Regions from separate parts of the Mus musculus genome. Here all the other regions are linked to region 2. Evidence: chromatin contacts called from public promoter capture Hi-C data. All regions are on one chromosome and are shown on one strand. The core of a region is the stretch at or near the end of the contact, and the rest is flanking DNA. Distances in the headings are between cores, read along the strand shown. Region 1 holds the start of Adprh (ADP-ribosylarginine hydrolase). Region 2 holds the start of Polq (polymerase (DNA directed), theta). Region 3 holds the start of Slc49a4 (solute carrier family 49 member 4). Region 4 holds the start of Parp9 (poly (ADP-ribose) polymerase family, member 9). Region 5 holds the start of Parp14 (poly (ADP-ribose) polymerase family, member 14). Region 6 holds the start of Pla1a (phospholipase A1 member A). Region 7 holds the start of Maats1 (MYCBP-associated, testis expressed 1).

What was found. Promoter capture Hi-C pulls out the DNA fragments that hold promoters and counts their contacts.
Region 1: a promoter capture Hi-C map of pre-B cells shows a contact between it and region 2, with 4 times the contacts expected there. The contact joins the promoter of Adprh here to the promoter of Polq in region 2. A contact is called at or near these places in 4 of 39 promoter capture datasets (hippocampal neurons, liver and pre-B cells) and 2 of 115 datasets of contacts at active chromatin or transcription factors (astrocytes and bone marrow-derived dendritic cells).
Region 3: a promoter capture Hi-C map of pre-B cells shows a contact between it and region 2, with 9 times the contacts expected there. The contact joins the promoter of Slc49a4 here to the promoter of Polq in region 2. A contact is called at or near these places in 5 of 39 promoter capture datasets (the 3T3-L1 cell line, 3T3-L1-derived adipocytes, hippocampal neurons and 2 more), 2 of 115 datasets of contacts at active chromatin or transcription factors (acute myeloid leukemia and pro-B cells) and 1 of 9 other capture datasets (liver).
Region 4: a promoter capture Hi-C map of pre-B cells shows a contact between it and region 2, with 14 times the contacts expected there. The contact joins the promoter of Parp9 here to the promoter of Polq in region 2. A contact is called at or near these places in 5 of 39 promoter capture datasets (the C10 cell line, embryonic stem cells, hippocampal neurons and 2 more), 2 of 484 Hi-C or Micro-C datasets (B cells and regulatory T cells), 3 of 115 datasets of contacts at active chromatin or transcription factors (astrocytes, large pre-B cells and pro-B cells) and 3 of 9 other capture datasets (adipose tissue, liver and macrophages).
Region 5: a contact with region 2 is called in a promoter capture Hi-C map of pre-B cells, with 13 times the contacts expected there. The contact joins the promoter of Parp14 here to the promoter of Polq in region 2. A contact is called at or near these places in 5 of 39 promoter capture datasets (the 3T3-L1 cell line, hippocampal neurons, liver and 1 more), 1 of 484 Hi-C or Micro-C datasets (regulatory T cells), 2 of 115 datasets of contacts at active chromatin or transcription factors (large pre-B cells and pro-B cells) and 2 of 9 other capture datasets (adipose tissue and macrophages).
Region 6: a contact with region 2 is called in a promoter capture Hi-C map of liver, with 3 times the contacts expected there. The contact joins the promoter of Pla1a here to the promoter of Polq in region 2. A contact is called at or near these places in 2 of 39 promoter capture datasets (hippocampal neurons and liver).
Region 7: a promoter capture Hi-C map of liver shows a contact between it and region 2, with 4 times the contacts expected there. The contact joins the promoter of Maats1 here to the promoter of Polq in region 2. A contact is called at or near these places in 5 of 39 promoter capture datasets (the 3T3-L1 cell line, hippocampal neurons, liver and 1 more) and 1 of 115 datasets of contacts at active chromatin or transcription factors (astrocytes).

What each region holds. Positions count from the first base shown.
Region 1 is chr16:38,451,239-38,454,054 of GRCm38.p6, forward strand. It overlaps Adprh (ADP-ribosylarginine hydrolase), which reads right to left and starts at 1,451. Exons shown (of 4, transcript NM_007414.3): 1 at 1,291-1,451.
Region 2 is chr16:37,010,525-37,013,224 of GRCm38.p6, forward strand. Polq (polymerase (DNA directed), theta) reads left to right here and starts at 1,262. Exons shown (of 30, transcript NM_029977.2): 1 at 1,262-1,535; 2 at 2,583-2,700. The coding sequence starts at 1,376.
Region 3 is chr16:35,768,007-35,770,820 of GRCm38.p6, forward strand. Slc49a4 (solute carrier family 49 member 4) reads right to left here and starts at 1,364. Exons shown (of 9, transcript NM_153550.4): 1 at 893-1,364. The coding sequence starts at 1,235. Hspbap1 (Hspb associated protein 1) reads left to right here and starts at 2,380. Exons shown (of 8, transcript NM_175111.3): 1 at 2,380-2,533. The coding sequence starts at 2,470.
Region 4 is chr16:35,937,099-35,939,949 of GRCm38.p6, forward strand. Parp9 (poly (ADP-ribose) polymerase family, member 9) reads left to right here and starts at 1,372. Exons shown (of 11, transcript NM_030253.3): 1 at 1,372-1,962. Dtx3l (deltex 3-like, E3 ubiquitin ligase) reads right to left here and starts at 1,929. Exons shown (of 5, transcript NM_001013371.2): 1 at 1,596-1,929. The coding sequence starts at 1,779.
Region 5 is chr16:35,869,964-35,872,678 of GRCm38.p6, forward strand. Parp14 (poly (ADP-ribose) polymerase family, member 14) reads right to left here and starts at 1,419. Exons shown (of 17, transcript NM_001039530.3): 1 at 1,204-1,419. The coding sequence starts at 1,390.
Region 6 is chr16:38,431,837-38,434,536 of GRCm38.p6, forward strand. Pla1a (phospholipase A1 member A) reads right to left here and starts at 1,309. Exons shown (of 11, transcript NM_134102.4): 1 at 968-1,309. The coding sequence starts at 1,040. Gm36333 (a long non-coding RNA gene) reads left to right here and starts at 1,380. Exons shown (of 2, transcript XR_384843.4): 1 at 1,380-1,667.
Region 7 is chr16:38,340,499-38,343,263 of GRCm38.p6, forward strand. Maats1 (MYCBP-associated, testis expressed 1) reads right to left here and starts at 1,362. Exons shown (of 17, transcript NM_001081025.1): 1 at 1,159-1,362. The coding sequence starts at 1,279.

The DNA of each region.
Region 1 (2,816 bases), core at 201-2,700, 1.4 Mb after region 2:
TTTTTGGCTTCACTGGTATCTGTGTGAGGGTGTTGGGCCCCCTGGAACTGGCTCTGTGAGCTGCCATGTGGGTGCTGGGAATTGAACCTGAGCCCCTCTGGAAGAACAGCCAGTGCTCTCAAACTGCTGAGCCATGTCTCCAGCCCCTTGTCTGTCTTCTATATGGTAAAAGTTCTATAGTGCCGGGCTGCAAATGCTATTCCCACCACAAATGAAATCCTTGCTAAAGCCCTGGCTTCCCGGTGTACACATTTTCTACTCTACTCAGGCCAGGGCTCCATGACACCCATTCCGTGTGGTGATTCAGTGTTCCACTGTCTGCCCCCTCCACGCACCCAGCCTCCCCATGAACAGGGGCAAACACTCTTAGGGGCAAAAAGACCTAGCTCACCCCTGCCCTCAGCCCAAGCTCTTCCCATCCACCTGTCTTTCTTCCTCTAACCGCCATTTTAGGTTTAGTTCAAGCCCAGGTACCTCCACCATCCATCTAGTCACACTGCTCAGGTCTAGGGCACAGGCCAGCAGAGACCTGGAGAAGCAGTTAAGGGTAAAGATCTGGCTTTTCCATGCTTGATCCTGATTACATGTGTGTGTGTGTGTGTGTGTGTGTGTGTGTGTGTGTTGTGTGTGTGTGGTGTTGTGTGTGTGTGTTTTATGTATAAATAACGGCTAGGAACTAGAGTTCTGTAGTCTCTTGTGTTAGCTCTGTGACCACTAACAATCCTCTCACGCTGGAGTTTCCCATCTGTTTCCCATCTGTGGGGGAGGAAGGCCTCGTTCTCCGAGGTCCTGTTTTGGCCCAGGTTTTCGAAGCCCTAGCTTTGTTAACCTCTGAGAACTAAGGACTAACGCCCCCACCTTCTCCTCCCAATGCTCCAGGTTCCCTTTTTGAGCTCTCCATGGAAGAGTGTGGGAACCTACGGAGGAAGTAGCCAGTATCTTTTCTCTTTGAAATTCCTTTTCACCTTGGCACATGCATCCATCCTGGCCCAGACCCACCCTTCAGAAGTCATTATTCCTTAACCCACTCTAAACGGGCACAGGTGACAAAGCCATCAAACTATACAATCAAAGCCGAAGTACACTTCGGGATTTCCCATTGGTTTCCTGGCCTGGGTAGAAAGAGGAATAGGGAGAGGGGATGAGGGGAGGGGAGGCCGCGATGCACTCAGGAAAGTCTTGGTGGCCACTTTGAGGACACTGGCCTAGCACCAGTCTGGAGGTGAGAGCGGGACCGAGCGGGTACTAAGGTCAGTAAGAGGAGAGTGGCTCGGGGACTCCTGGCTGTACCTGCTGAGGCGGAGCTGAGAGCGTGGGGCGGGATCGGGGTGGTCCAGAGCCGAGGGCAGGATTGCCCGAGCTGGAGGCGGGGTACCGGGCGCAGGAGTCCTGCTGTGGGCACCCAAGCCAAAAGCCGAACAGGGGCGGAGCCGCGGGCCGGGCGGGTCGCTGGCGCACAGCGGCTTCCGGCGGAGCTGCGTCCTCCCGCGTCCTCCGCACTGGACGGAAGGAGGAAGGGGCGGTGCTGGGGGCGCCCAAGCCTTGCGCATCAGCTCGGGAACCGCTCCGCGCTGCGTGTGGGCCGAGTGGAGTGGTGTCCGGCCAGCCTCGTGCTCGCCCTGCCAGGGTTCTGCCCTGCCAGGGTTCTGCCCCGCGGACCGTTGGACTCCCAGAGCCTGGTACCCACCGCCCAGAGCGGCTTGGGCTCACCGATTCTAACCCTAGTCCGTTCAGCCGTGGTTCTGCGTGCTCTCCACAGAAGGGTTTCAAACGGGAGCTTAGAGGGGAACTCTTAAGGTTCTTTCCCCTAAATTATGACTCTGGATTTGTTAAAACCCTAAGGTGGCAATGGCGGCGTTGAGCCCAGATGTCAGGTTCCGAGAATAAACGTGTGCCAGTGAACACTCCCCCGTACCCTCGACCCAGCTCGGTACAGCCTCGTCTCCGGAAAGGCACAAATCGGGCCTTGTGCTTAAATGGAGTATCTGCTTCTATACAGTGACCCTGACGCACATCAAAGATCCTGCTTTGACTCCTTAGACTTAAGATCAGAACATGTCTGCTCAAAAATTTCAGACCTACTCCCAAGAACTCACATCCCCTCTTCTATGTCTTCAAAACAGAAAAAAAGGAAAGACTTATCTGGGAAGGAAACTTGAACTGAACATTTAACATCTATTAATTTTGGCGTTGGTGACTCTATTCTTGTGTAAATAAATCTATTAATCACAATAATAAAGGAGGTGTTCACGTGGAGTTTAGGGACTTTTATTAAGCAAAAATAAATTGATAAGTCATAGGAAAGTTAATATATTTAATAAATGTGTGTGTGTTGCTTGGAAGGGTAAGCATCAAATTGCAAATAATTAGAAGAGGAACAAGAAGCTTTCCGAGTAAAGAGAGGAATGAAGGAAAATTAAATTTTGATTTATTTTTTGAGACTAGGCTGGTCTCAAACTCGTGATCCTCCTGCCTCTACCTTTAGAATGCTAGAATTTCAGTCTTACAACACCACACCTAGTTTATATCTTTTAGAATATTTTTTCTATATTATATCTAAAGATATTTTAGAGAAAAATAGAAACTAGATGTTACCCCTGATACATATATCAGTCTTTATGGTATGCATATGATTTTAAAACAATGGGGTCATTTTTTAAATAGAATTTTATATCCTTTCTTAAAAACTGGCTTTATCAACTACTAATGTGACTCCAAATGTCCACAAACATTAACACTTCCACAATAAGCCAACTTCTAGTTTGATACAATAAAAAGGGTGAGGCCCTGGGGTCCAGCTGCTCTCTCACCAGATC
Region 2 (2,700 bases), core at 12-2,511:
AAGCGTTTCTTTCATGGAGTAATGCCTCCCTCTGGTGGGATTTTAGAATATTGTTTAACCACTTCCTAAATTCACTCCCCACATCCTTCCCCCAAACCAATGGCCATAATTTCTTCAGGATAGGCTTGTCACCCACTTGTTGGCTTGGTGAGATGAACTGTGGAACTAGGCAAGTACCAGGCACCGATTTACGTCCAGAAGTTGGTCAAAGCACATCTATAACTAACTTCCTTGTTCAGAATGACCCCTCATGTGCTTTCAGAGCCTCCTCTTTCAACACCAAAGGGATCTATCCAGAATCTCCAGTTCTGATCATACAATCCTCAGGATATAACCGCAGAAATAATCCCTTCCCTATCAACTGCCAACACAGAAGTGCAGTTCTCAACTCAGAGGGAATAAGAAAATTTATTCTGGAACAAATATGAGTTACTATGGCCCCAGGGACAAATTTAAATTGTTCTATATACTGTTTTGTGGTAGCAGTTTTACAGAGTTTTTATATTTCCGAGCAAAGAGAGCTATAACTGAAGACGTTTAAAGATACATTGATGTTAATGGAAACTTCAGGTAGGTTAGATCCAGCAAATCAAGAGAAACTTCTGCTGTAAGGCTCAGATGCATATAACATGCTTAGCTTTTGGGTTGGTGGAAGCTACATTCCCAAATTCGTACATTCCCAAACGACTTACTTAATAGTCACAAGAACATGACAGAGTTGTGTGACCAAACAAGTGGCTATTTAAGGGGCCGAGATAACCCAAAATAATTGACACTGAACCAGTCTACAGCCTGGAATGTTTAACCCGGGCGTGTCCTCTACTCCACCCCCATCTGTTATTTTAATTCACGTATTTGACAAGAGGAAAACCGCACAAATTACGCTCTACCAAAAAACCCTACTTTTTTTTTTTTTTTTACACAATCTGAAGAAACAAAAAAGAAACAAACACAATACAATAGTAAAGAAGAGATACTTTCCTAATCTATTCACATAAGGGCAACTCATTAGCTTCCGATTCAAACCAGAAATAAGTAAAAACAGGAGGAATGTTTTTAGAACAATCTACGAATGCAGTCAGATGCTCCGTTCCTTTTAATGTCTCCAGCACTCTATCCCCTTTTCTATCCCCAGCCGCCAGCGGAGGCCGGAAGCCAGATATCAGCGCGGGCTGTTCCGTCCCTCACCACTCTATGGTAGTCGGGTTATTCTAGCCAGGAGAACTCTGTGGTTCCGGGGCGTGCTGGGAGGCCTGCATTTGAAGATGGAGGCGGGAAGATGGAGGCGGTAGCTGTCACTAGGTTGGGGTTCTCCCGCGCGGGAGGCCTATGGGACTGTGTCGTGTCCTGAACAGTCGAGAGGAGCTTGTTTGCAATGAGTCTTCCGCGCCGGAGTAGGAAACGGCGGCGTTCATCGTCCGGCTCCGACACGTTCTCGGGAGATGGTGATAGCTTTGTTAGCCCTCAGCTCCGGTGTGGACCGGTGCTGAGTCCACCTCCGGGGCTGGGACGCGGCCGGAGGCTCACAGGGACAGGTACTCGACCCGCGGGGCCGACGCGGCCGAGGGCAGCAGGGGTTGAGATGGGCTGCGAGAGTATCAGGGCCATGCACTCCCGCACCGGAGCTGGATAGCTGGAGGCAGGGCTGCTATCCAGTACCCGGCCTGGGACTCAACCCTGGGGATGGCTTCCCTCTTGGCCAGCATGCACAGCTGATGGTGTTTTAGTCCACCACTGCCCCAGTAGATATGGGCGTTCTTTGGTTTTTGGGTCTTTACACCTTCCCAGAAACAACTTCCAAGTTGGCCAGATCCTGTCACCATGTCGAGGGTTTGCTTAGGATAAATGTCCAGTGGTACAACTTCATATATATAAGTACCAAATTTCTGGGTGTGGTGTAGGATGCAGGCTCTTTGGACTGCAAAGAGCAAAGCTGGAAGGCACATGTTGTCTTAGAACCTTAACCCAGTTCTTGTTTGCTTTTTTGAGATAAGGGCTTGCTCTAGGTCAGGCTGGGTGCTGTCTCGATCTCGGACCAAGGGTGTTTATCCGTAAATGTTGGGATTATAGGCCTACACCAGTGCATTTCATAATTCTTTGCCCTTGGTTATGCAGATACCTCAGTACTAAATCGTAAAGAGAAACTCATCTAACAGCTTTGTAATGCTTAATCACCCTTCTACCTCCACATCTGTACAAACTTTTTATTCAGTGTGTATAGCACACTTTTTGGTTTTTTCGAGACAGGGTTTCTCAGTATAGCCTGGCTGTCCTGGAACTCAACTTTGTAGACCAGGCTGGCCTTGAACTCAGAAATCCATCTGCCTCTGCCTCCCAAGTGCTAGGATTAAAGGCTTGTGCCACCACCGCCCAGCTATAGCACACTTTTGTTTGTGGCTCTTAAGAGTTTTCAAATTTTCATCTAGTAAATAAAAAATTGCTAGCATTTTTCTGTATAGGATCAGTTTCTTAATAGGTCTCTAGAAGTGAAGATGTGTTTTAAGTTTGGTAGGAATTCAAACAGGTTTAACTACTAAACTTGTATGTTGGAGGTAATTAAATTGTTTTTGTTTTTCTGAAAGGAACAAACAAGCGAAGAGTTTCTGATGACCAGATAGACCAGCTGCTGTTGGCAAATTGGGGACTTCCTAAAGCAGTTCTGGAGAAATACCATAGTTTTGGTGTAAGAAAGATGTTCGA
Region 3 (2,814 bases), core at 114-2,613, 1.2 Mb before region 2:
GGGTTATAAATAAATGTCCTTCATTTTATAAGCTTATGGCTGTTTGTCAATGGGCCAGTAGACTAAGGCAATGTCCCAAAACTACCCAAAGAATCTATTGTATCAAAACTCGTAAAAGACTGAACAGAAACAAAGCAGTTTCCGACCAGTATCCGACCTCATAACCTAAGAAGTCTAAATCGTGCACAGCAGCCTCCTGGGGGTTTTATTTATCCTCTGGAGGGATAATTCAACATCTTGACTCTTTCCACTCTGGCCTTTTCCTCATCTCACAGAATCACACTGGCAATTGGCAAAGTGAGAAGCCTGGAGTCCCTAACTGAAAGAGAGCCTTCCTGCATCTGCGATCTTTATCTGAGAGTAATAAATCGCAACTGAGAAGTCACCCAGGCGGAAGCTCTCGGTTTACCTGGGGTTCTACCTTCCAGAAACCCAAGCGTCAGACCCGAGTTTCCCAACAGTCATCCAGGGCTGGAGTCACCACGCCAGCTCATTACCCTCTTACATCTGGTCATCACCAGTCTCTTCTGATCTTTCGCTCTCAGCACCCCAAATCTCTTTGAAATTTAAGCATGAGTCACTTTTGTCAGGTGTCAAAGACATTCATAGCAAGTGCACTGGATGGCTCTGATGTCCACAGTATACAAAGCCTTCTACATCTGATGATTGTGGCATAAAGGGCGTAACACAAAACATCAATACTTGGAAAGCATCCTCCGTATTTGTCGCTTTGGGGACAGAGGGTTCCCGAGTAAGGAATGGGATGCCAGCTACACTGGGTCACCTCACACAACCCCTAGACCAAGCCCAGGGAGACACAGGCAGGCCCGGATCCTGGCAGGCGCCAACTCCCAGAGAAGGGACACGCCCGCAGGCGTCCCGGACCCCTTACCTCTCTTGTCCAGCAGCCACATGAACGCGAAGCAGGGCAGGAAGCCTATGGGCCCCCAGAGGACCAGGAGCGCGATGTCCCATCCGGAGAAGCCATAGGCCTGGCGCGCCGAGTTCTGGATGGGGCCCCAGGTGTTCCAGACCAGGCCCTGGGCGAACGCGAGGAGCGAGAAGAGCAGCAGCACCAGCCAGCGGCGCCCGTACACCCTCCCGGGGTTCGGGCCCGCCGCAGGCAGCACGGCCGTCGCCTCCCGGCCCCTGCGCGCAGCCCCCGGCGCAGGCCCGAGCCCCGGCCCCAGCAGCGGCTGCCGCTCCTCCTCCTCGCTGCTCCAACCCGAGCCCATGGCGACGCCGCCCGCCGGCCCTGCCCGACGCGTCCCGGTGGCCGCAGACCAGCCGGGAGCTGACTGGGCGGGTGGAGCGGGAGCCGGAGCCGGAGCTGCTCTAGTCCTCGGCCTCCCGGGCGCGTCTGCTGCGCCTGCGCCGCCCGAGCCCGAGGGGAGGAGGCGAGGCGGGGTCCACCCTGCTCGCTGGGAACCCAGGAATGCCCCGGGGAGAAGCCCGGGACCCTACGAGTGGAAAGGGTAGAAGATCGCGGCCGGCTGGGAGACTGGAGCGAAGTAGGCTGAGTCAGTCACTCGCGGGTTGCTTGGAGGAAGTGCCCAAGTTTACATCACGTGCCTAATAAACAACTCGCTGACCTCGGGTCACTTATCCCAATGCTTGGGTCTATATTAGGCTTACTTTTGTTTTTATTGGGTTTCTAACTGCAGAAATTATAGACGGCAGGATACTGAAGTTTAGGAAGGTCTCAGGGTATTGTTTCATGAAGACCATTTGGTTTTGTATGTGTCTTACGCATCCAGTGAGATTATAAACTAGCCAATTTTCCTTCATACATATAAAGAGTTTTTTCTACCCATTTTGTTTGTCATGCAAACGGGTAAATAATATGGATTGTGTTAAAGTTGGAAGACAGTGACCTAGATCTCTCTCTTGGTATGTTAGCCAGACTAAATAAACGGCAAAAGCTGGAGATTGTGCATCTCTTGACCACATAGACATAGACATTCATTTGTTCAAATGCACAAATCCAGAACTCTGACAGCTGCCTGTGTCCTTGAAAACTAGTCATTTGCTGACATATCTGGCTCAGCAAATGAGTCACAGGGAACGCCTTCAAGGGGTTCGTATTCCCAGGCAGTCACGAAAACCAGCTGGAATGGCACTGATGCCAAGGGAACCAACAAGGTGGAAGAGTAGGCACGCCAGCCCCGGGGTCTCCTAAATCGCGAGTCCGACTGAGAGAAAGCCAAGGCGAAGATGGAGGATCCGACTAGAGAAGGAAGAGAAACAGCAGACGCTAAGGGTGGAAGAAAGGAGCCACAGCCCAGCCCACGTGCTCGCCGCCTTTCAGCTTCCAAAGAGCAAAACAAACCGGCGTGGCCACGCCCAGCGCCGTCACGTGACCGCGGCGGCGCCGGTTCCGGCAGAGGCGGAGGATCCTTCCTGTGTGGAAGCCGCAGATCCCGGTGAGCCCTCTCACCTGGCGCTCTCTCCATCCTCGGCGCGATAACCATGGCAGCAGGCTGCGAGGGCATCGCGCCCCCGACCCTGGGCGAGAGAACTGTGGGGGAGGAAGGTAGGTGCGAGCCAGGGACGCCGAAGTGCCTCCGAGCGGTGCGGATGGGCGCGGCTCCATCCCAAGTCTCGCCCGCGGCGTGTTAGGCCTGGGAGAAAGTGACTTTTTAGAGCATGTGGCTTCTTAACGTCGTGCGGATCAGTTTTCTGATCTATCGGGACAAGTACCACTGTGGAGTAAGAAGTTCCTCTGAGGACTCCAGGATCGCTGGCCTCTGAGGGAATTTTGTGGCAATTCTCTTGTCTCTGTTGGGATTCCAGGTGTATGCGACCATAACTTTT
Region 4 (2,851 bases), core at 122-2,621, 1.1 Mb before region 2:
TCAAAATAGCTTCAGGAAATCCCAGAAACTGACCAGACTCATAGGCCCCTCCCTGAATGAATAAACAATAGAGACTGTTGGGAAGAGTCCTCCTGAGACTCCCAGAACAGAGCTGCTGTGAGGACTCATTAAAGGTCTGCATAGGAGACTCTTAGACAAAACAAGCTGTGAAGAAAACTTAAACCACCAGAGAAGCTGCCTGCAGGAAGTGAACTCTAAGCTCCACTTAGGAGGAAGTTTAGACCAACTGAGCCACCTGGAAAGAACACTCCCTAACCTATTGAGCTGCCTGTAGGTGTGCAGTGAGCTCCAGGTTCCCAGCTTTGTGAGCTGTCACCCATGCTAGGTGGGCTTTGGTGATGCAGTTGCCTTTGAGTCGTTTCCCATATTCCTGTAAGTAAATCCAATAACCAATACCAATGCAATAAGTAATGCATTGGTTCACCAAGTTGGCCCTTGGTGGTATCTGTTGTAGGCTCCTGGTCAAATGCATACAGAGGACCTGAACAGTTATTTCTGGCATTCTGGAATAGCAGGCTGGTGATAGGAGAAGCTAATCAGAACTCTAAAGAAGGGAGCTTAAGTTTTAGCATAGGAATATAATTTGGTTATTAGAAATCACATTTCTAGTCTGGGCATGCTGGTACACACTCACAATCTAGCACTTAAATGGTAGTGGTAGGGGTAGGGGTATTATGAGTTCAAGGCCAACCAATGGCACATGGCAAGATCCTGTCTCAAAGGGGTGGTGGTGGGGAAACCTATGTTTTGTAATGGTTTTGAATCTCTCATTTCAATGACATTGAATAATGGTTATTGTATAGTTAAATGGTGAAACCCCCGGCCCCCCAAAAGAAACAAGATCAAAAAGTTTAGAATGTATATTCATTTGCTGACTCTCAGAAAAGAATGCATGAAAATGCCCCCATTGAGGACATTAGTGTGGCACCACCTGCCTTTAATCCCAGTAGAGGAAGGAGGATCTCTGCGAGTTTGAGGTCAGCCTATGGAGCTAGTTCCAGGACAGACAAGGATACAAGGAATAACCCTGTCTCTAAAATCAACCAAACACACACACACACACACACACACACACACACACACACACACACACACCAAAAACCAAAACCAAAACCAAACCAAACCCCACCAAACTATCTTCAGATAATTTTTCTTTGACTTTCCTCTTTAAAGTCATATATTACTTTTGTAGTCCTTAAAAATAAGTCAACGGAATCTTTATTTACAACATTAAAATGGCTTGGAGTCGAGATCGGTGGTGGAGCACTTGCCTAGCGTGCACAAGGTTCTGGATTTCCTCCTCAATCCCAACCCCCACACTTTGTTTCTTCTCTCAACTGGGTCTGCTGGGAAATTCTCAGATGGAGTCGAACCGCGACCTCATCAGCGGCTGGACTCATACGAGGCTCTCTCCGCCACTGTGGGATGGAGGGAGTCTGTGGACCGCACTCTCCCACAGACAGAGAGCCACACTCGCGTGGGCTCTCGTCGGAAGCATGCAGGGATCGGTTTGGAAACCTGCTGGTTCTACCCTTGCACCCGAGCCTTGCCCTGTTTCCCCTGCCCCGGCTCACCTGCTTTTTTTAGGAACTTCACCTCGTAGGTGTCCGGGGCGCTGGGGCCCACGGGCTGGACAGAGCACTCCCCACCTCCCGAGGCCCGGCTCTGGAAGTATATCTCGAGCTTCCTGTGCGCCTTGGGGATGGACTCCCGCAGCCGTACGAGTAGCGGGGACGGCGGGTCGGGACTGGAAGCCATGGCTATCCGCGTCTGGCTCGTTTGGGGCTCAGGGGCGCTGCACAGACAGGGAAGAGCAAAGGCGAGCCCTGCCCTAAAGACCCGAGAGGCAAAGTTTCAGTTTCGATTCCCCAGAAGGTCCCTCCTTGTTCTCCGCAGAGCCGCCGCCTGTCTTGCTCTGCCATCTCTCAGAGCCATCACCCGGTGAGTAGTTCGCACGCTCGGCGGTGGGCGCTCAGAGGAAGTTTCCCTACGGTGGCAGGTCGCCCTTCTATTCTTGCAGGATCGGAAGTTTGGCGGGAACCCGGATCCCAGGTTCAGGCCTCTCAAGGGTGGAGCGGAATAGAGGGGTAAAGAGTTTCACCTGTTTGTACTTTTTGAAATGATTGTTGTAACTAGTATTTACTGAGATGCGGTTCTGATTTCAAGTGGAGAGAGTTTACCTGCTTGGTGACCTGTACTTTTCCTGTTAGCTGGGCACCTTAGGGATTTTCTGCTCGAGGGCCTTAAGTTAGCGAATAGCACAGATCGGCTTGCTTCCCTGAGTCCCTAGAGAGGGAGGTAACGAGGAACTGAGCACAGAAGCAGTCAGTACCTGTGAACAAAGCAAAAGCCAAAGAGCAGGTTTCAAGAGGTATCTTAAGGGGTTGGGGGAGGGGAGGAAAGTATTCTAGGCTGGGACAGCAGTAGCCTAAAGTCCAGAGGGCTGGGTTCCAGGCCAGGGAGAGGAAGAGGAAGGGTCTGTAAGATCTATAGCGTCAACAGAAATAAAGTGGGGATTATGTGTGTTAATTCTAAAGGTTAACACCATAGTTTAGCTCATAGGTGATGGTTAATCTTGGTTGTCATTTTGACTGCGTCTGGAATCAGCTAAAACCCCAGCTAGCTGGGTAGTGCTTGTGAGCGATTTTCTTGATTGGGTCTTTTGAGACTGGAAGACCCGCCCTAAATCTGGGTCACGCGTCCTGGTAGCAGCCTATATAAAAGGACAAGGAAAAAGGAAGTTTTGCTTTTGGCCTGCTTGCCTCAAGACAGACAAGTGCACCCCAAAGCAACCTCTCAGCTGCAGCCTCCAAGGAACCTTAGAGGTCTT
Region 5 (2,715 bases), core at 169-2,668, 1.1 Mb before region 2:
GTTCTCAACCTGTGGGTCACAACCCCTTAGGATCTAATGATCTTTTCCTGGGGATTAGGTTCTGGTTCATAATAGTAAGCAAAATTACAGTTATGAAGTAGCAACAAAAATAATTTTGTGGTTGGGGTCACCTCAACCTGAGGAACTGTGTTAAAGGTCTGCAGCATTAGGAAGGTTGAGAATCACTGATCTAGGAAAAGTGAAAAATGAGATTCTCACTTTACTAGCTAGCTGCCCATTGAGGGCTCCCTTGTGAAATCAAACCTGTGTTTTCCGGAAGGGATCAGAGCTAAGCAGGTCTCTTGTGCCCTCCTACCCAGGCTTCCTGAAACCCTGTGTTACACCTTTCTCTTGTTTTCATTTTTTTTTTTTTTTTTCCTTCTTGGGTCTTTGCTGGGCTGTTACCTTGCCCACTGCCCGGTCTCCTCAGCCTCCTTTCCTCTCCTCTGGCCCAAATGTTCCCTCCATCCTGCACTCTGAGGATGACCCTGGTCTGCAAAATCTCTGATATTAACACATGGTGGCTTTCCAGAAGTCACAGATCTGGGACTTCCATTCACCCACCTGAGCGAGAAATGAAGGCTGGGCCTCCTTTGCAGAAGGCCAATAGAGGTGGGGAACATTCAACTGCTTAACTGTTCAGGAACCTTCCAGAGATGAGGGAACACCCCCAGTCCCTATCCCAACCTGGGTTCCAAGCTTACAGCCACCTCAGATCATCTTGGGGCTGAAGGACGAGGTAGGAACAAGACACCACCACCCATTACCCACCCCTGCCCTGTCCCTCCCTCCTCCACTGAGGCACAAGAGCTCTAGGGCTTTTCACTTCTCAAGCTCATCTCCCTAAGAACCCTGCGGTGCTAGCGGACCCTGGACTCCTCCCGTTTCTTAATTCTTTTCCTGCCCCACCTGAATAATAAAAACAGGACAGTTAAAACAACAAACAAGGGCTGGAGAGATGGCTCAGCCGTGAAAGGCTAGGCTCACAACCAAACAACAAACAAACGAACACGGGAAGGTCCACAGATTGCTTCAGGGAGCGACTGGGAAAGCAAGGGGAACGCCACTCCCGGTTGCGCTCGCCACGCAGATTCTGCCTCCAGGATCTCCCGCACCGAACGAGCTGCAGCCGAGGGCTAGACCTGGCACCCATGGTCCCAAACCCCGCGCGAGGCGACCCTCCCCGACCTTCGCGCCCCTCACCATCCTCCGGGGAGAAGAGCACCCGGAAGCGTGCTGGGTTCCCCGGCTCCGGGACGACCTCGCACTCCCCTCCTCCGGATTTCTTCCGGCTCTGGAAGTACACTTGCAACTTGTTGATCAAGTTCTTTGGGGGGTCGGGGCCCCAAGAGCCCTCGACCAGCAGCGGGAAGGAACCCGACGCTGCCATCCTGACTGAACTAGGAAGCGGCGACTGCTGGGTCGTCCAAAACTGCTCAGAGTTTTAACATTGAGATAACTTCTTTCGCTTTCATTTCCTGGAAATCCCTCCCCGTCCTTAGTTTCTATCTTCACCTCGCTATCCCAGGATTGGAATAGTGCAACAACAACAACAACAACAACAACAACAACAACAACACACACACACACACACACACACACAGAGCTACCACCCACCCACCCCCAGGCACTTTGTTCTCCTGCTCTCAACAGAAGCCAGTCAATCCTCCACCCGAGCTCTAGCCTCCAGGCCACCTCCTTAGCAGCTCCAGAGCTGGGCCCCGCCCGCACTCCACCTGAGCTACAGCTGAGCCCTGCTCCATCACTAGGATAGTTTCTGCATACCTGAAAACCCACGCTGTATAAGAGAAGGAAAACGATCCTCTCAGGATGCTCCCTGCTCACTTGGGGGACCACCCGAGGGCATCTGACCTGACTTTCCTGCTTCAGAATTCTGTTTTCTCATCTGTGCATACTTTGTGTTTACAAACTCCCAGTATTGAGGAACGCGTGCTGGCGTCCATGCTTTCTGGGTGTTCAACGGAGGGACACAGGTATGGGGACACAGGAGACGGTCGACAACTCTAGGGAGAAATACACAGGTGTTGGAGCAGAAGAGCATGGGCTCCCAGCCCAATTATGGAAAGATCAGGTAGCACTTCTGGGCAAGGGACGTGCTACCCGAGAGCCTAAGAACTACTAAGAAATGACCTTAGATGGTGGGTCTCTGGGGCTTTGTGGTTCACTTACACAAAATAACTTAGGCTGCTGCATGGTGGCTGAGTTCGACAGGAGTGAGAGAAAGCCAGGCTGACCTGGGTGCTCAGGAGAGGGCTCTGGTCCCGCTACTGGTCTAGGGCTCTTGGGGCTCCGACACCCGCCTCCCCCATTCCCCCTCCTAGGAAGAACGTGATGGCCTCTAAGCTGCCTTTGGAGACAAGATTGGCCGAAAGATATGAACAGTTCATCCAGGAGTGGTCCAAGCAACAGGAGTGAGGTGCGCCTACTGTGACCGGGATAAGAAGAGACTGGGAATCTGTATATCCTTAACGCGTGATGAGCGAATATTTGGGATACGCATTAAAGCAGGCTTTGCCGGTCCAGGGCTAGAGTATGGTGACCCCCTCGGGGCCCCTGGTAACACTATCTGATGGAGAACAGGGACGATGGGGAGTCTGAAGAGGACCGAGGTCTGAAAAAAAGGAAGGAAGCCGAGGCAGCACTCAGAGCTTCCCCCCTCCCCCCCCCCTTTTTTTTTTTTTTTTCTAGACAGGG
Region 6 (2,700 bases), core at 59-2,558, 1.4 Mb after region 2:
ATGGACTAAATGTACGCAAGAGACTGGAGCCCCAGACCCACCCCTTATAGGAACAAACAACCAAGGGAGACAAAAACCCCACAGGAAGCCGAGGAAAAGCTGCCTAGGGTGTAAGGAGAGAATAGATCTGTGTGATCCGGACTTTGGAACACATTTGGAAATGCTGAGCAGGGCAGTGAATTGCTTTGAGGAAAGACCCCTCCCAAGAGGCAAAGGCTAGAAATAGCGCTGTCTGAGCAAGTCCCGGTGGGCGTTCAGAAGCTGAGAGATGGGAACCCTCTTAGGGGAGGACAGAAAAGCAGTCTGTGGTTGGGAGGTGGAGACACGAGACCCTTCTGATTGTTCTGCCTGTGTGCAGGCCTGTGAGGTGTGTGTGTGCATACATATGTGAGTGCATGTGTGCGAGTGTGTGTGTGTGTATGACAAAAATGTTCTTGAACTTTCCCAAAAGTTAGTTTGGCAAACTTAAAAGTAACTACAGCCGGGTGTGGTGGCGCACGCCTTTAATCCCAGCACTTGGGAGGCAGAGGCAGGTGGATTTCTGAGTTTGAGGCCAGCCTGGTCTACAGAGTGAGTTCCAGGACAGCCAGGGCTATACAGAGAAACCCTGTCTTGAAAAAAAAAATTTAAAAAGTAACTACATAGAAAACAGTAGCCGTTAGTAGGATGAAAATTAATATTGAGAGTTAGTCAAAGGTAATTTTTGTTACAGTCACTTTGGCTTGAACAAGGTGAAAAGGGTTATAATTCGGATTTTAGAAAAATGAGTCAGGAGATGGGGGAAGTTCAGTTTTGGTGTCCCAAGAAGGCACTGGTCTCACCACTAATTCCCGTTATGATAAGAGGGTTTTCCCCTTTCTTTTAAAATCGCCGCCAGAGATAAAGAACTTTTAGGGGACCTTCCAAAGTCAGTGCTGTGTAAGAGGACAGTTTAAGAAATAAGGTTCCACCCAAGCCCTTGGCTTACCTGAACTTCCAATGCTGAGCCATAAAAGTGGTCCCCACAACCAGAAGCATGTCTCCCAGAGGCCAGGACGCATCGTGGAGCTGGAGTCCTGGAGCCAGAATGAAGGAGAGTCCCCAAGCCTGGGATGTCACATGGCCCAGCCTTCAAGCAAACATGTAACACCCACTTGGGACTTAGGAATCATTAACTGGCTCTGTGGCTTGTAAAATAAATAAATAAATAAATAAACCTTCCTATTTGTTTAACCTCTGGAGTTTTCAGTTTCCTCTTCTCAATGAAAATGAGCCAACCTTCCCACTTTTTTTTTTTTAAGCAGGGGACATTGAAACATACCGTTCTTCCTCTCTGCACCAAAGAAGATCAGGAAGTGACTTTTTCCCATTATGAAATCTCAGTGATGGCCCAAGGCAGCCTTTCATCTCCCAGTGGTTACAAAACTCTCACCGTAATGGAATTTCTGTGGACATATTTGTCCCTGGGATACTGAGCAGCTGGAGGCTGGAAAGCTCTTTCACTTTTGGATCCCTAGGGAACCTCACCCGGTGTGCAGCCAATGACACACGTATGGGTACGTTTATGGGACAGAGTAAAGGGAGATCCAATTTGCTTCTGCAAAGTACTGCTGCCTTCCACAGCCTCTCGAGGTTAGGAAGTCAAGTCCAACCCAAGAGAAGAGACATCTTGATGCCTGAGCTCACAGGTAAAGAACCAAGAGCAGGAGATGTGAGTGACGTGGGAACACTATTGATGGATGTGGTCTAGCCTGGGTTTGGAGCCAGGGAGTCTGTCCTCTCGTGCTGCCACCTCACTCCAGGGGTAGTGGAGACCACAGAATCTGATATTTTTGCAGGCTAGAGCAGGGCAGGGCCCTTCCTGGGTCAGTGTTCCTGCAACAGGAGCACACCATTACAAGGCGGAGAGCCGGAAGCAGGCAAGCATCATCTTTCGGAAGAGTAGCTTTGTGAAGGAGTGCTGTTGGCACACATGCTTTCCAGCCCTGTCCGGGAACATCCAGAGCGTACAAAGGTGATACCGGGTAGGGGGTTAGAGCTGGACAGGTTATACCAGAACAGAGCCACTGCCCTGGGTGTATCCATGGGCAGCCTAGCAATTGTGAGTACCTGGTTCAGTGACAGACTCTGTCTTGAAAGATAGTAGAAGTCAGCAGACATGGATCTCTGCCACACACATACACACACACACACACACACACACACGAAGTAAAATTTGAAATGTATGAAAATTTATGGTGAAGAATGAATCTCCTACCCACTGTTGTCTCTTCCTTCCAGTTCCAGAGTCCATAGAAAGCCACCATTTTCATTTGTTGTTTTTTTTTTATTTATTTTTATTGTAGATTCTTATGCAATAATTCCTGACCATTTTTTCCTCCCTCCACTCCCCCCAGCTCTTCCCCACATGCTCGTTCCCTGAGATCTACTCCCCATCTCTTTCCTCTTCAGAAGGCCTCTAAGAGATGACAGCCAAATGGAGCAAAGCAAGATGACAATAAGACAAAGCAAAAAGCCCTCATATCGAGGCTAGACAAAGCAACCCAAAATAAGGGAAAGAGTCTCAAGGACAGGCAAATGAGTCACAGATCCAGTGTTAGGAGTCCCACAAAAGCACCAAGCTGACGGCCATGACGTATGTATATGCAGAGGGCCTGGTGCAGATGCATGCAGGCCCCAAGCTTGGTGTTTCGCTCTTTTAAGTCCTGTTTAGTTGACTGA
Region 7 (2,765 bases), core at 112-2,611, 1.3 Mb after region 2:
AACAGCAATGTAGAAGTGTAAGCTAAATAAACCCTTTCCCTCCCAACTTGCTTTTTGATCATGATGTTTTGTCCCAGCAATAGAAAAGCTAACTAAGAGAGCATGCAGTCGGTAATTACACAGCCCAATCCAAGAAAACAGGTTTTCAGAAGAGATTCTGGAGATCCAAAGGAAATACCATAAGGCTGAAAATTATGCAGGGCTCAGGTGACAGCCTGTTTCTACAGAGGGAAAAAATCAGAAAAAGAAAGCATCGTGCTTAAATGGTTGCACTTGTTGTGGTATAAATCCAGTAGTCTAGTTAACACTTTTATACATAATACTGTGTACAGTATTGTAATAGGCTCAAGAGGATGACAGACATGTGTGAACCAGAACTTAAGGTCTGGAGAGGAAGACCACAAATGGAAAATCAGGGCATAACATAAACCGGAATTTAATTGGTCCTAGGGGAATGGGTGCACTGAGTTTATCAACAATGTTTTGATTAACAGAAGGTTGGAGAAAGAGGGGAGGAGGAAGAGGAGGAAACCACTGAAAACAAACATGAAGCCAACTGGAACCTCTTTACCCAGAACCCCAAATTTGGATTTGTCAGAACCTGGGGCAGGAAAATCACTATCACTTTCACTGGACATGTGTGTTTGAATGCATTGCGTGCCTCTCCAGCTCTGCAAATCACTTCACACTTTCTTTCTTTCTTTCTTTCTTTTTTTTTTTTTTTTTTTTTTTTTTTGGTTTTTTTCAAGACAGGGTTTCTCTGTGTAGCCCTGGTTGTCCTGGAACTCACTTTGTAGACCAGGCTGGCCTCGCACTCAGAAATTCACCTGCCTCTGCCTCCCAAGTGCTGGGATTAAAGGCATGCACCACCCGGCTCACTTCACACTTTTATGAATGTGCACCTGAATGATTGAAACCAGACTAGGTTTCAGGAAGATTAAATTATCAGAGGGAAAAGGGGTGACCCCCGTCTGGCACTTGGAGAAGCTGCGCACACCTGTGGCTTCCGAAGTGCTGCAGAGCGCGTGGCCCACAGCGTACTTGGGACTTAGGGCTCCCACCTGTGCGGTCCAGAGCCAGAGGGTTTGTCCTGGAGCTTGTTTTTTAGCACACCCTACCAGGTTACATTAGCTCCCAGGAGGAGTGGGCAGTCCTTACCGTACAGGTAATCGTACGTTCGATTGGCGAATCCGCCCTTGGCCCTCCGCACCTCTCTGCATTGATACGGAATCCTCTGATCATTGGGCCTGGGTTCCTGGATGGTCACTGTCTGGCTCATGGTGCTGCCTTTTTCCCTCCCGCCAGCAGAAAAACAGCTATGGGAGGCTTGGTAGCTGTGTACACCGTAGCTATGGCAACCGCAGAAGCACGCAGGGATAAGGGGCGGGGCGAGTTTCAGGAGGCGGGGAGGCGGGGCGGAGAAGTGAAAGGGCAGGGGGAAAGGCTCTGGGGGCAGTTTGAAGAGGCAGAAAGGAGCGACAGAGTAGATTTTGGGATACAGGGTGAACAAACCTGGCAGAATGAAGAGGCAAGACGTGGGGCGACCTGAGGAGCTGGGTACTGGAAGGGAATAGTCAAGAGAAAGGGAAAATCTAGCATGGAAAGAAGCAGGGCCAGGAAGAAGAGGCTAAGGGATAGGGATTCTGCCCAATAGAGCTGACGTCAGATGCTGGGGAAAGGGCTACTTGAGAAAACCAAGAGCTATTTGCTAGTGACCGCCCTTGCCGCCAGTATCTTCTAGAAATCCATGGGAAATCTCTTCACCTGCTAGAATTGGGTACTTTCATTTCTTCTTTTCCTTTCCCTTTCCTTTTCCTTCTTTTCTTTCTTTCTTTCTTTCTTTCTTTCTTTCTTTCTTTCTTTCTTTCTTTCTTTCTTTCTTTCTCCTTCCTTCCTTTCTTCCTTTCTTTCTTTCTTTCCTTCTTTCTTTTTGGTTTTTCGAGACAGGGTTTCTCTGTGTAGCTCTGGCTATCCTGGAACTCACTTTGTAGACCAGGCTGTCCTCGAACTCAGAAATCCCGCCTGCCTCTGCCTCCCAAATGCTGGGATTAAAGGCGTGCACCACCAAGCCTGGCGGTACTTTCATTTCTGAAAGCCTCTTTCCACAAGGTGGAGAAATCCAAGTTCCTGTGTGTTGGGCCTTGGAGCAGTATAAAAGCGGACATTGGCTTCTGTAATAGGAACTCTATCTCCAGGCTGCTGCTCTTGGTATTATGGTGCATGCGTAGTCTCTGCTTTAAATAGATAAATAAATAAATAAATCCTGCAATGAAAACTAGAGAGGCAGAAATGGGTCAGCTTTTGCCCATGATCCATTCTTCTTTTAAAAAGAAATTTCATAGTATCATTTTACCTTAAAATTAGCCAACGCCTCGAACTAATATTGTTCATTTATTTATTCATTCATTATTTTTGTGGCATTGGGAATTGAATTTAGGGTCTCACATATGCTATAAGCACTCTACTACTGAGATACACACTAGTCCAAAATAATCTCGCTATTATCACTAACAAAGTTAATTCTAATCTTTTTTTTTAAGATTTATTTATTATTATATGTAAGTACACTGTAGCTGTCTTCAGACACCCCAGAAGAAGGCATCAGATCTCATTAGGGATGGTTGTGAGACACCATGTGGTTGCTGGGATTTGTACTCAGGACCTTCGGAAGAGCAATCAGTGCTCTTAACCGCTGAGCCATCTCTCCAGCCCAATTCTAATCATGTTGAGAGAACTCTACACAGGGGCTGATTCCCTTTGTCTTA